Regions from separate parts of the Zea mays genome. Here region 2 is linked to region 1. A link is a contact called in public Hi-C data. All regions are on one chromosome and are shown on one strand. The core of a region is the stretch at or near the end of the contact, and the rest is flanking DNA. Distances in the headings are between cores, read along the strand shown. Region 1 holds the start of LOC103633079. Region 2 holds the start of LOC100273363 (Salt tolerance-like protein).

The links. A called contact is a pair of places that touch in the nucleus more often than the background predicts.
Region 2: a Hi-C map of ear shows a contact between it and region 1, with 6 times the contacts expected there. The contact joins the promoter of LOC100273363 here to the promoter of LOC103633079 in region 1. A contact is called at or near these places in 14 of 25 Hi-C or Micro-C datasets (bundle sheath, ear, leaf and 4 more) and 1 of 3 datasets of contacts at active chromatin or transcription factors (leaf).

The regions. Positions count from the first base shown.
Region 1 is chr7:148,569,274-148,573,775 of Zm-B73-REFERENCE-NAM-5.0, forward strand. LOC103633079 reads right to left here and starts at 1,840. Exons shown (of 14, transcript XM_008654759.4): 1 at 1,563-1,840; 2 at 875-1,080; 3 at 678-767; 4 at 470-570; 5 at 238-351; 6 at 51-132. The coding sequence starts at 1,040.
Region 2 is chr7:148,840,924-148,845,150 of Zm-B73-REFERENCE-NAM-5.0, forward strand. LOC100273363 (Salt tolerance-like protein) reads left to right here and starts at 2,106. Exons shown (of 5, transcript NM_001147802.1): 1 at 2,106-2,444. The coding sequence starts at 2,352.

The DNA of each region.
Region 1 (4,502 bases), core at 590-3,089:
TTTTAATCTTGTTTCTTCAAACAGAAAGGAAAGAAACTTTGGTTCAACACCTTCACACACTGCAAGGAGCTCCAAGAGATGGCCTTTGTCCCTAAGGGTTTCCTCGGTGAGTTTCTCTACTACAGTTCCTTTCTGATCGAATCAAGAATGGTAGACACATGGATATACATGAGTTGTACAAGCATGCAAGAGGTTTCCACTCTTTTCAATTTTAGGTAACAGTCTAGAGCAGTTCACCTCTGGATCATCAAGAAGCCTTAGTTGTGTTGCGTCAGGTCTCAAGAGATCCCTCACGGCTTCATTGTATATCTCCATCGCCGAAAATTTTAGCACGAACTCCCTCTCAGGATGCTACAAGAGACCAGAACAAAATGTTGGAGTCGAATGGGAATTCATAGCAAAAATAGAAAGATGTTGCTTGGTTCAGACAAAATCTAATGAATCAGTAGCTCTACGACCATGAGTTGACCTTGTCAATGTAGTCGTAGATGTCTGCCATGCTACGCTCCGTGATGCCGACCATCGTGTACGTCTTCCCGCTGCTCGTCTGGCCGTACGCAAATATGCTTGCTGATGCGAAGGGATCCAGAGAAGAAAATTTGTGTAAGAACATTTGCATTTCAATGTCGTGAAGTAGTATATGACTGGTGTTGCTTCTGCAAAGCATATATAGGTACAGTTGATGCCGCTGAGCACCGATAGGGCCACCTGCTTGGCCCCTTCCTCGTACACCTGGCGTGTGCTACACTCAGGGTTGAACACCCTGTCTGAAGCAGAGGACGAGGAGAGAAATGTGAGTTGTGATTGAGCGTCGACTCTTTGAATGTGAGAGACGCAATAGAGCAGAAGGATGCATGCATGCATGCATTCTCACCGTAGGTGTATGAGGCGGGGAACATTGCACGCTCTGGGATGTTGCCGTGGAACATGAGCGTGGTCGGACCGGCGCACTCCCAGTCGGAGCCGTCGCCGCGCTCCGCCTCTCGCGCATTCACCGGCCGTAGCCGCACCGATACTAGGATCCGCTCCTCGCTAGCCATTGCTGTACTCCACGTCTGCTTTTCTTGCTATGGATCCAACCTTAAAGGAACACAAACAAAGCGACTGACCCATCAATGGATGCTCAGTCACCCACATGCGTCACGCACATTGGCACGACCGAACCAGCGTCATGTTCATGCGTATCGATTGCAAAATGCAGCGAGAGCCGGCAAAAGCGCCCAACACTGGTAATGTAGGCAGGCCGACAAGCAGTGACCCGTGAAGAGCGTGGTCGGTGCTGACCCCGCGGATGGCCTCCCTGCGCGGAAGTTGTGGCTCGGTACGATACGCGGCCGAAAGGGGAACGCCACCCCCAGCGTTCAATGCTCGCGGTTGCTTGTGCGCCACGTCGATGTCCTTGAAAACGACGCGCTCGCTCGCAGGGGTGATGGAACCAGAGCAAAATTATCCGTGCATGGCGCGCATGTAAAACCAAACTAGTAAAACGGATTATAAAATGCAACATCCATTTGCTCTGGATGTTGCATTGGTCGAAGGCAGGAGAAGTGGTCGTTCGTTACCTCCGGCAAGAAGACGGTGGTGGTTCGTGGTTTGACAAGATGACAATCGAGGTTTGTGGTATGACAGGAGCTAGAGGGCAATGCCGGCGAGGCGCTTCCTCCTCCTCCCCTTCGTTCGAGGGAAGAGAAGAGAGGAGGAGGAGAGGAATGGAACCGGACGGAGCGGGACAGGAGAAGGTGGTTGGTGGTTCCTGCCTCCCTTGAATTGGATGGAAAACAAAACGGTAGAAAAAAATCGAGCCGAGGAAGGGTGTTTTCTTTCCCCTTTTCACCTTTCTACTATCCTAGGCCCACGCCAATCATCACAACCTACGACATTCACGGAGGACCCGTGTGTCCGCCATGTGCGGCACGACGGTGGCTGAGCGCACGATGATTCCCCCTTGGGGACGGTGAAAGAGCAAATGACACCAAGACAAGCAGAACTAATTGCTAAATATAACACTGTGATCTTGCGGTGGTCAGTGGCATGATCGAAACCAGAAAGAAAAAACAAGAGACTTGCTAAATTGTTAAAGTTATACAAAAATTATAAATTTAATTTGCTTAACTTATATAAATATAATCTGTATTTTTTGGTATTAAGGTAAAACAATTGTTAGGCAAAATTATAAGCTTGATATAATCTGATCCGTGTTTGAAAAAAACAAATACTAACATTTTATATTTCGATCACGGACATGATATTGTGACGGAGGACTGTTCCAATAAAGATGTCAGTACAATTTCTATAAGTATTAGTTATACTGTAAGATAAACAATTTACTTATGTGATGGTTTATTTATCAAACAAAGAGAAAGAAAAATAAAAACGCTGTTTTCATAAGGAAACGATGTCTTCGACCCGCATCCATGAACATGGTCGGACGGTCGGACACATTCTAGACCTTTTAGGTATAACTAGGTGAGTGCCTGTGCGTTGCAACGGGAATATGTAATACAATAATACCCTATATACAAATGTGTATTATACTATTATAAGAAAAAGTTTCGTAATCCATTTGTGATCCTAGCCATACATAAATTTTGTTATTTTAATCTACCTATTTCACCACTCTATTGGAACCATCAATACCATGCAGACTTCTATATATGATAGTACAATGCATCACTTTTGTACAAAAAACACTATCAACATTTGGCCAAAAGCAAAACAAGCTCAACACGAAAAATCTTTAAATATTGTCTATGCTCAACATTAAACCTGATATCTGCACAAATACCATCTGCGTGTAACAATTGAACACTGTGGCGTCCAATCTCGCTAGGCTTCGAAACAAGGTGTAGTGACCATCTTCAATGATTGGGTCAACTGCACGTGTTGGGTCATACCTTGTTTGGTGTGTTAAGGATGAACCGGTAATAGGACGAAGCTTCCTGTTGGGCCCATGCTTCGTTGCGCCGAAGGTCTTGCGTGAAGAAGCAGCTTCGGCTGAAATCGTCCCCAGGAAATGGCCGAAGGTTCCTTTTTATAGAGCTTCGGCGTTGCAAACCGACATAAAGATAGAATGACCTTTTTATCCATAGAGGTCTAAGATAATGTTGTAAACTTTTGTAAAGGGCATAATTGTAATTCGTCACAGGCTGCGTCCTGTGTCTATAAATAGATGAACAGTACCCCCGTACTGTTCACACGAACCTGTCATTTGCCTTCACATCACACTTGTATTCTTCAAGACCGAAGGTACATTTGTAATTTGGAGTCATTTACATTCGTTTATAATAATAAAAATGGAGATGCTTTTATGATAACATTTAAGTATTTTCATATCTCATGATTTATATGAATGCTTCGTTCCTCATTGTCACGCTTACGAAGCTACGTCCTTCGTAACCTTCGTCCGAGATGCTTTATATTCCAAGGGGATATAATGTTATGGAGGACGAAGGACTTTTACACTTAACATTTTCTATGTTGCCTTGTTCTTAATTCTTAGCATTTGAGAACAAGTCCCCAACACTTCCAATACATATCCAACACAGATTTCACGAGCCTACTGTTCTGAAAATGCTCTTTGTGTGAGGTGACCTTATTGCTATGGTTAAAATTGTCTCGCATGTAACCTTTAACACCCCACCATGCACCATCCTTTCCACATAGATCATATATCTCCACAGCCTTCTCCCAGAACTTCCGTTTGAATCTTAATCTTGCCTCATCAATGTCCCATCCTTCTCTGTGATGCGATCCTTTTGTTTAAATAATTTCTTTGTGGAAAATAGATTTGACACACAAATTGAAGTAGTCCATATGTGTGGTGTGGCCCTACACCAATGAACATTGTTGATTAGTTGCCTCCTGCTCATATCAAATTACCAGCAACCACATCAGATCAAACCAATTAAAGCAAAATGTTCCTCAGGTAAAATCCTATTGAGCTGGCGATGAAAAATCTGCAGGAAAGCAATTACTTAAGAGATGTTCTACATAAAGAACTGACTGCACATATGTTTTTATCAACAAAGATGTTGTACAGTAACTGAGTATTCACAATATCAATAGATAAGAAAGGATAATAAAGAGTAGAGACAAAAAAGGATTATAGGCAGTCATTGAAATAGAAAAGGGAGGATGATGAATAAGGGGGAAATGTGTTATAGGTAGATCAATCTCTAATCCTTAGAAAGTGGTATTGACAGAAGTTACCTACTGAAGTGCATATTACAAGCATGAATTGGCAAGATGTAATGTTAAGAGAAGATACATGATCCTATTCTCCTTCAAATGGATATTATACTTGTATAATAAATACGATCCAGATACAAGTGTTCGCCATGGATTAAAAAACAAGAAATATGTGTGCTTATGTAGTGACAATATATCATATATCAAAGAGGTAAGGACACTCAAAGGGAGTATCGCAAACCATAGTTTTAGTTATTCTAAAATGCTTGCAAGTTATTTTAAATAACCAGTTCTACCTACTCAAACGACATATT
Region 2 (4,227 bases), core at 856-3,355, 270 kb after region 1:
AACCATTTTCTGTTAACATAACACAGCTTACGGACAAAAAATTCTTAGTTCGGCCGAAAGTGGCCGATAAAGGCAAAGGAAAAGACCTTATCATTGTTGATCCTCGCACGCCAAATATATCATAGGGAGTAGTTACTCGGAGGGCTCCGGCCAAGAGGATTAATAAGACTAGAGACGTTGGGGGGCAAGTACAATTAGACAAGCGATCAAAGCTCATTGTCCCGCACATCGTGGATGGTGCGACATTTTTGCTTGGATACTCCTGAGCCTACGGCGGACAGTCCGGCTGACCCAGCCAGACGGTCCGGTAACGAAGGCCACAACATCCACACACCTACAAGCTTCGACAACTAGAAAAGGTATGTGGGGGTAAAGCACTTATAAAGCACTTAGTCGGCTGGTCAAATCCGTCCCTACTTTTGATCAATTACTCTTCAAATATGCTAACAAGAGGTCATTCCACGTGGTCAGCAACGAAGAAACCCCGATCATTCGCAAAAAGCAACACAGCTGACTAAAGCGGCCCAAAAGGCGACGCAACAAGTGTCGCCTATTCATCCATATCCAGTGGTGTCAAGATACTTTCCACCAGCCTACTCATCGCCAATGTATTGTCTTGTTCAAATATGGAATAGCACGACGACAAACCCATATTACATGCATAGTCCCTTTGCTTATTCGGGCTTGGGGGACCACAATTTTATACCTTTTGACTCGTTAATCAAATGGTCATGGCTGAAAAAGATACAATCCTAAACGAACTTTATGCATTAGAATTCTATTAAATAACTATAGTGATAGTTGAAAGATCCATGACTTACATCAGTCTGAGTTCTTATTTCGGGAACAAGATGACTTATGAAATTTACTGTTTCTTGGAAGATGTTGCTAGTCCAGGTGCTTTTGATTTGACAAGCTCCACCAAAAGACAGGGCATATGTTGAGCAATGTTTATGATAGGTGGACGATCCGACCCTAGCCCTAAACAGTCTGCGGACGGTCCATCGTGGCGGCGTGGACGGTTCGCGCGTGAACATAATCAGTTAGAGTTCCCGATTTCTTGCGGGTTTTGTTAGCAAACTTCGCGAGATTTGTTTGGGAACCGACTTGTAATGGGTCTAGACCCCCTTATATAAATGAAGGGGTACGACCGATTTACACTGCCATAATCGATCAAATCAAACCAATTTACCATATTTATCTTATTTGTCTTTTTCCCTATGCATTAGGAGTAGGAGTAATCTAGTCCTGGTATTAGTCTTACTCGACCTATTTCTTTACCTCTCTTTGGCTCAACGTTGTCTAGAGACGTCTTGAATGACATGTCGATCCTAAGACAACTCTAAGATCTCCTCCCCGACGGGGTCCTTTCCGAGAGACGAGATTCAAGTTTCTGCGAAGAAGAAGACTGCGTCATCACGGGCTATTCGAAAGCACGTAGAGAAGAAGCAGCTACAGATTATCTGTCCCTACATCACGAACTGTCGACTCCCGCAAAGAGCACCGCTACGGTTCCATCCAATTATTTAACCCTAACTCGGAGCCAACAATTACCAAACATGCACAAAATATATGGATTGGCTATGTAGGTTGGTAGCCGACAAAAAAAGTCATGAAAGAATGCAGATTGATTCAGAGCCACAACCCCAAAATCCCGCTCCCTTTCCATTCTGTGGCTGACATCTCTCGAGGGCCCACCTACGCCTAAATCCAAAACCGAACCTAACTCCCACCAGCTCATCAACTCCAGGTGACCAGGTACGAGTCACAGATTCCTGGGCCCAGGCATCCCTACCCCGCATGTCGGTGATGATAATGTTGGTATCCGCTGTAGCCGAAGAAGACGTAGAGCATCAAATAGTGTTGGGCCAGTCTCGAGTAGAGAGTTGCGTGAGTACGGTCCATAGTCGTACCAAAACAGTTCACTTGGCGGCTTGTCGCTTGCTGTGGTTCAGCCGTTCAGGAGTCGTTCTGGGTGCATAGACTGCGCCTAGGAAATGTTGGCAAGTACGATGCCTCTAGAGCACGGGTCCACCACATACTAGGCACCACCGCACCGCACCAGTGCACCACCACATCCAAATCATATACCTCTTCCGCCGTGTCGTCGCCCTTCGCTAGTCGCTTCGCTGCCACATCTCTCCTCGTCCAAAGACTCCAAGCTCCTGTGCGGCCTGTGTTCTGCTGCCGCCTCTGGTCCACATCTCCCCGCCGCCGCCCCGTCGTCTGCCGACACCTTTAGCGCTGGGAAGGATCACAGGGGATCGGCGCGAGGCGGGGGACCTGCGGTTTTTGTCGCCCGGATGGCGGCGGAGCGATGACACTGGCGTCGGGAGCGGCGCGGCGTTGGGATGCGGACGATCTGCGATGTGTGCGAGAGCGCACCGGCGGTGCTCTTCTGTGCGGCCGACGAGGCAGCGCTTTGCCGGCCCTGCGACGAGAAGGTTAATTCCGCTCCCTACTCCCTCTGACCCGCGGAGGTCGTCGTCCCTCTCGCAGATCGGACGAGGGTGCTGTTTCGATTGGGGTGGCGGGCGGGCACGGTGGTCTTTATTACCTCCGTCCTAGTTGGTGCGGTCGGTCTCTGTCGTGTTCCCATTTTCTCCATTTCGACGAATCGACGTTCGACGATCCTGCGTCTGTTTCGATCTAGCATGGGGTTCGTAACCGTACTAGTTCAAATTGATAAGATCCCGACGGAGGAAAATGGAACATTCTAGCATTTGACAGTGACAAACTTGTCGGAGTTCCTTGGATGGGTATTGAGAAAATCAGAAGAGCATGTAACCATATTATGGGCTCGGGGCGATTCACCTGGGTTGGCCCAATTGGCCTCTTAGAATCGAGTATTATCTTATTCTCAGGAACGCAAAGCACTTAAAGAACAACCCCAGATGGGAAAAATGCGCTGAAATAAAAAACAATTGCCGCCAGTTTTTTTTTTGTTGGTAAATGGTTACTAAATGTAGAGAGAAAATAAGGTTAGACAAAAAGTAGCTAAATTTAGGAAACTTATTTAGAGAGCTGTTGGAGAGGAGTTTTTAGGTCATCTACCTAACTGAGGTAGGGAGTCTTTTAGAGAACTACTAGAGTTGCTGTAAGGTGATCGTGATTCTTCCAGACTTGTGCGCACAAGAAAAGATTTATATCAAAATGGGTACTCCAGGATGGCTGTGGACCGATGATCTTGATGTCTATGAACACATATTACCTCTTAGGAGCCAATATTGCGGAATGGGAAAAACAACATATTTGAAAAACAACAAATGCTTCCAAACGCGTCATGTAACTTTTTTAAGTTGGGATCTCTATGAAGTAATAATTTATCCCAACATGTTAATTTTACATATTATATTTATTTTAGCCCGGCATATACAGTTTTTTATATGAGAACGATGAAATAATTATTTGATTACATAAGCAATTTTGTGCGGGGTTCATGCAATGTGTCAGTAGACATGGCCGATCTCATGTATCATAAACTCGGCCCCTGGAACACACGGTCACTTGTCCACTATCTAGGTCTGCATGCAGTACTAGACTACTAGTTAAGGAAGAAGAGCCGGCAGAAATTTCTATGATTTTATTTTTTTAATAATTTAATTATTTACTAATTACTTAATTGTTGTATGTATTTTTAAGCAAAAATTGTTTAAGATCTTACCTCCTATAGGGTAATGGAGACATGGAGTTCCGTAGCAAGGCCCAGGCCATCAGAATAGTTTTTTTTTTGGAGTGGGGTTGCCTTGGAATATTGCACTTTTAAGCTCTGTTTAGTGCAGTTTCTCAAAGGAATAGAAACATGGAATGTAAGGGTGTGTTTGCTTCATGGTCTTCCAGGCGAGCTGCCCTCCAGCCAGCAATCCTGGCCCCAAACGCTTGTAATCGAACGCTTAGGGGGTGTTTGGGATAGCTACAGGTTCTAGCTCCAGTGTGGAGCTATAGTTTATAATATCAATTTAAATAGTTTAAAAACAGTTTTAATCTAAATAATATATAAAATGACTTATCTAAATGTGTTTTAAAGGCTCACAGCTCCAGCTCCACGATTTTCTGGAGCACCTAATGACTTGGTCCACGAACACCACCAAATTTTCTGGAGATGGAGCTATCCCAAACAGAGCCTTAGGAGCAGCGCTCGCACCAGGCAGCTCTGCTTAGGTGCAAAGCAAACAGCCCCTAATGTACTTGTAGACTGCCAGTTTTGGATGCTACTAAAGTTATCAT